Regions from separate parts of the Danio rerio genome. Here region 1 is linked to region 2. A link is a contact called in public Hi-C data. All regions are on one chromosome and are shown on one strand. The core of a region is the stretch at or near the end of the contact, and the rest is flanking DNA. Distances in the headings are between cores, read along the strand shown.

Evidence for each region. Hi-C and Micro-C count contacts between places; a contact is called where the count stands out from the background.
Region 1: a contact with region 2 is called in a Hi-C map of an unstated tissue, with 3 times the contacts expected there. The contact joins two enhancer-like sites. A contact is called at or near these places in 2 of 18 Hi-C or Micro-C datasets (caudal fin and an unstated tissue).

Annotation. Positions count from the first base shown.
Region 1 is chr2:27,917,214-27,920,085 of GRCz12tu, forward strand. The region is part of intron 10 of crtc1a (CREB regulated transcription coactivator 1a); the gene reads right to left. Among named protein-coding and RNA genes, the nearest start is that of crtc1a, 16 kb to the right of the region's middle. Within about 2 kb of position 1,413, at least 4 of the 62 cell types and tissues checked have an H3K27ac peak or open chromatin away from gene starts, as enhancers often do.
Region 2 is chr2:27,878,615-27,881,779 of GRCz12tu, forward strand. It overlaps cnn2 (calponin 2), which reads right to left. Exons shown (of 7, transcript NM_213349.1): 7 at 335-1,839. The coding sequence ends at 1,567. Among named protein-coding and RNA genes, the nearest start is that of cnn2, 4.8 kb to the right of the region's middle. Within about 2 kb of position 1,872, at least 6 of the 62 cell types and tissues checked have an H3K27ac peak or open chromatin away from gene starts, as enhancers often do.

The DNA of each region.
Region 1 (2,872 bases), core at 163-2,662, 38 kb after region 2:
GATGTGTCTTTCCTGGTCAAATAATAATAATAATATTAATAATAACTACTTAGTTCGTCCACAAGATGTCAGCCCTGAACCAGGCTATTGTTTGTTTCACAGTCAGAAAAGAAACTAAGACATGACAACAAGAATAGTGAAGACAACAATAATGAAAATCAGCAGCATTTTTTCCTCATGCAGACCACTTTTTTTTCTGTTGACATCTCAAAAATGCCAAAAGCATAGCGAGGTGCTTCTGAGCACAAATTTTATGATGGACAAGTGCACCTAAACAATCTCCAGACATGTAATTTGTCAAGTGTCGTATTTTCCCAGTGGAAGTGAATATGATCATATTTATGCAAACTAATGACTGAATTTTGAAGCTGTTTTTTAATTATTTTTGTATATATCTAACACAATGTCACAACAATACATAACTTTTTGTTTTAGTGGCTATTTTGTAATAATTCATAAGATCTATTTCAAACAATTTAGTACGATTTGCTCATCACCCAATGACTGTTGGATTTAGGGGTGAGGTATGGTGCCTCGCTTCCTCTTTAAAATCGTACAATTGAACAAATTTGTACGAATTAAGCACTTAACTGACAAAACGTAAATTCCTTACGTTTTCTCATGAGATCAGGCTGATATATCAGTTCATCCAGTGGTATAATTAATAGATAAATTTAGCACTGGTTTCACTACAAACTTAATCAATACCCAACCCTAAATTTGAATGTGCAAAACTGTTTAGTAATCTGTTTTTACTCATGAACAAAAACCTACAGTATATAAATCTGTTCAGCATTACATGTTTCAGCCTTTTCAGAACATATGGAATAAACTACCTACATAATATGGACATTTTTTATCTTATCATTATGATTGATGTGGACGAACAGACTTTCGATGATGTCACAGAAATCTCTCATATCTGATTACAAACATCTTCATTTGAAGTGCTCTGAAGAAAAGATGAGAACAATATGAAGGCGAGTAAATGATGAAAACATTCATTTAGGGGTGAACAAACCTATTCATCTTTCAAAGGAGCATCGTTTCACGTCATACTACCACAACCAGCAACTCGGCTCAAAACGCACAATATGCACATGATCCAGTGAAAGGATGTGTAACAGCAATGAGTACGGCATACAGTACATTTAAACTGGCCTGCATCGCTCCTCAGCATGATACACACAGAGAACGACTACGTGGTGCTCAGACACACAGCGAAGCAGCCAGGGGTCAGAGAGAGAGAGAGACTGGGGGGGACACGACTAGACTGGGACACACAGAGCGGGCTAAAGGGACAGGCTCCAGATCGGCTCCAAACAAAACAAACTACAGGGAGGAAGCAGCGGCTGCTGGATTCGCCCTTACTTGAGGCGAGCCCCCTGGAGAGAAGCCTTGATTGGAGACCGGAGAGGTTGGAGACTGATTGGCCGAAGACCCCACCCTACAGCGGTACTGCTGGAGGGAAGCAGCCTACATGGGACAACACCAAGTTAGACCAACAGAGCCCCTGTAGGGGACCTCGGACTCCTGCGTCTCTCAGGTTAGTCAAGGAACAGATTACTACAGTGTCTCTGATTACTCTGCCATATAAACTGTGCAGCTGTGCAGGATGACTGTGCTGTTATTATTAGACTGCTGACTCTTTATAAAAAGAAATATATGTATTGTATATATGTATTTGTTGATCATCTTTTTTCTAGAAAGTATTGGTAACTCTTCATTAGGGTAATGTGAAGATGTTGGAGGTGTTTAAAACTGAACAAGCAGGGAATTTAAAAAGGAAAGAGTTTTTTATTTACACTACCAGTCAAAAGTCTGGACTTTGAATTGTGTTTTAGATAATATAATTATTAATTATTATTATTATTATTATTTTGATCTAAATTTAATATGCAGCATTTCTGCTGAATGATTTTGGTGTTTTTAAATTAACAAATCTTACTGACTCCATACACCACATCACAAAAGTCTTGTCGCCTATCCAGGTTTTAGAAAGAACAAATAATAACTTGACTTCTACTTGATCATTTGGTATCAAAAGTGGTTTATAGGAAAGGCAAAGCCTCTAGATTACACTTATTTTACCAAAATAAAATATGAACATGTCTTGATTAAGAATTTTTAATTAGAACAGTAAGGTTTGACTTTGCTTAGACAAAAGTGTTGTCACTTAACAAAAATAATGTACAGTGTAAAATATAAAGTCATGGTGCAGTGGAAAAATAATTAATATTGTGTATGACTTGGAGGACTGCATCTTTACATCTCTGCAATGACTCAAATAACTCATTAATAAAATCATCTGGAATGGCAAAGAAAGCATTCTTGCAGGACTCCCAGAGTTCATCAAGATTCTTTGTGTTTATCTTCAATGCCTCCTCCTTCATCTTACCCCAGACATGCTCAATAATGTTCATGTCCGGTGACTGGGTTGGCCAATTTTGGAGCACCTTGACCTTCTTTGCTTTCAGAAACTTGGATGTGGAGGCTAGAATGAGAAGGAGTGCTATCCTGCTGAAGAATTTGCCCTCCAAACCATGCTTTTTCCTTCACCAAACTTGACTGATTTCTGTAAGAATATTGGGTCCATGTGGGTTCCAATAGGTCTTCTGCAGTATTTGTGATGATTGGGATGCAGCTCAACAGACGATTGATCTAAAAAAAAATCTACCTGACACTATCTGACATTTTTCCAAATGATCAACTTGAAGTCAAGTTATTATTTGTTGCTTTTACAACTGGAATCGACGACAAGACTTTTGTCAGGCAGTGCACTTCTGTACACTTTTATATTGTTTTCTTTTTTTTAAAGGATAAGGACAAAAAACAATGGTGAATGGTTACATTTGTGTAATTCAAATTAATG
Region 2 (3,165 bases), core at 622-3,121:
GTTTGAAAAAAGCTTGATGGTAAGACAAACTCAAATATCCCTAATTAATTGAATGACTGAATTCAGGATTTCCACTGAGAAGTGAGCAAAAGATTTCAAAGGTCAGCCTCTTGTCCAAGACTCGAGAGACTCTAGAAATATTAATAAATTTAATTGATATGCTGTTTAGAGCTTTCATTTGACATGAACAAACAAATTGTCTGTAAACATGGACATAGTTAAAACATAAGTGTCACATTTTATATTGGATCCATGAGGACGTAAGGAAAATATGTCCAAGAATGAGAGATAAAAATACTCAATGACAGTATTCAAATTAAACAAACAACAATACCTGTTCATGATCATTTATTATAAACCCAATCTTCAATGTCCAACCATCATATTTCATAAAAAAGTACAAGAAAAACACACAGATACATCCATCATGTATGTAATTTATCTGAGCAGACCTCGAATCTCCGATGTCTAGTACAAAGCGTATTTTGGAATGAGAATAAAATACTGTGGAATGAAAGAAGTGAATCCAGTTCCTAATTTGGAATGTTCAAGGCTCACAATGATATACTTCAATTTCCTTTCAAAATACTAAGATCCAACAAAAACAAGACACGCTCCAGTTCATCTGGCTCTGCAAGCGCTAAAATATTCAACGAGAAATGAAACACTAATACAAAGATGAACTCCTTAAGACTCCTTACAGTCGGCACGTCAGACACTAAAGTGTATTATAAAAACAAACCGCATTCATCCCCCCATATTAAGTGAGGAAGTGTAATGTTTAGAATGGCGAAAGCAGAAATGCTGCTGAAATGATAGATAAGCTGTTCCTTTTTGTGCATGTCAAGAATGTGCTCTCACTTTCCAGCCTAAAAACACAAAAACAAAATACGACTGGGGAAATAAGCTCTTAAATTAACACGACGAACGACTCTACAATGAAAACCTCACTATTTTAACTTTGCATCTTTCAATTGTAACAGCATAAAGTCACCTTCACATGTTCGAGCGACAAAAAGAGAGTGATTTTTAAACCCCTGAGCATGTTCTGTATTCAATCAGTACAAAATCAGGCTCACTTACTAACTCAACAGCAATTTTCTACACAACAGTTTGATTAGAGCAGGAACTAAAATACAATTCATCGTTTGGGATTATGAAAATGCAACTTCACAATAACCCCCGTCACACTTGCGTTTCAGCATTCGAAACAAATTTAAAAAAAATACTATGAACAACTACGCAAATACTAAATATTATTATAGTGGTTGTGCAATTAAATGAATGTCACTTGAACCATATAAAAATACAAGAAATATCAATACACATAACACTACACACATATGTTTTGTGGCACTCTGATTTCAGGTCAACAAAACATATGGTTTATAAAAATTTAAAACAACGCTATATTTATAACATAAGTGATATGTTTTATATTGGTTACTTTCATCACTATCCGGCAGATGGCACGCTTACTGTGATGTGTAATGGCATGTTTTGGGTCTTTTTGTTTGAGGAAGTATCAACTTCCCTTTAGCTTCTTTTATTCAGACTTGTTTGGATTTAGTAATCTTGGCCGTCGTCCTGATAGCCCTGGTAACCCTCGTCTTGGTAATCTGTGTACTGACCATCGTTTCCTTCTCCAGCTGCAACAGCGCCACCTTTAGGACAGTATTTGGCATCGTAGATCTGACGGCCAAGACCGAAGTTTTGCCCGCTCTGGTTGGCACCTTGAGAATATCCCATTTGCAAAGACATGGTGGAGTTGTCACACTTGTCTGTGCCAGTTTTCTGGTCGTAGATGGCACGGCGAGTGCCTGGAGCTGTCATACCAGCCTAGAAGAAACACATCAGAGATTTTTTACAATTATAGTACTTGTTTAATCAATTAAATTGTTGTTTTTACTTTTTGGTTTAATGCAACTCAATTCAAAAAGCTTTATTGTCTGCCCCACACTTTAGACAGGTTCACACACAACAAGCAAACATAAATGTACTTACACAGTTTTTTAAAATGCTGTTTAAACCAATGGCAGTGGGAATAAATGTCTTCCTGTACTTAGATTTTTTTGCTAAAAGTACTTTATATTATCTGCCAGACGGAAGTAACTTAAAGGACTCATGTAAAGGATGAGAAGAGTCTTCCACAATAGTGGAGGTTTTTCTTTTTGTCTCTGCTATAAATAAATCAGTGAGGGTTTTTTTGCTCTCACCAATTATTTTACTTGCTACATTTGCTAATCTTAAAAGTTTATTTTTGATTTTAACAGAGACAGAGTTCAACCAGGCTACAATATTAAATGTAAAAACAGACTCAAGTGATTTTTATACGACAATCGAAATGTTCATCCCACTATTAACACTTTTCAGTTTTCTCAACAAACTCAACCACTGTTGAGCCTTTTTCAAAACATTCTCTGAGAGTTTATCAAAAGACAATTGAAAGTCAAACTCCAAACCTAAATATATAAAAAACCTCACCTGCTTAACTTCCTCCCCATTAGTTAGCAAAGGATTACAAAATGTGCGTATTTTATTTGTCCCACAACACATTTCTTTCGTCTTACTAATGTTAAGCTGCTAAGAATTCTCTGTTGTCCAACTTGTGGTGAATTTCACAAAATTTAAAGAACTATTCAATAACTGAATATCCTTTACACATCCCACCAATGCCATAACATCAGCATACTTAATACTGTACGTGTCAGATTTTCATTGTCACAAGTTATATAATTTATATAAATATGAAATAAAATTGAGGAAGGTCAGCATTTAACACCACAATTTATGATGAATATTAGTTGTTTTATTTTTTGTTTATTATTATTTATTAGTTGTTTTATTTTGTAACTTGTTTTAATATATGTGTGTGTACCTTGTATTCCTTACATTGTGGGGATTAAATATACCAACAAGCCTATCAATACCAGTAAAATTTGGCCTTGGAGACTTTTTTTTGGTCACTATGAGGGAAAATGGCTTGAAAATCATGCAGAATTAAGTGTTTTGAAAACGCAAAACAAAATGCAGAATTATTCCTGTGAGGATGGGGTTATAATTTATTATGTCTATGGGAATTAACCATAGAGATAACTATACAACTGTGTGTGTCTGTGTGTAGCTTTTTTTTTTAGTTTGTTTTATTTCAGTTCACCTACCAAA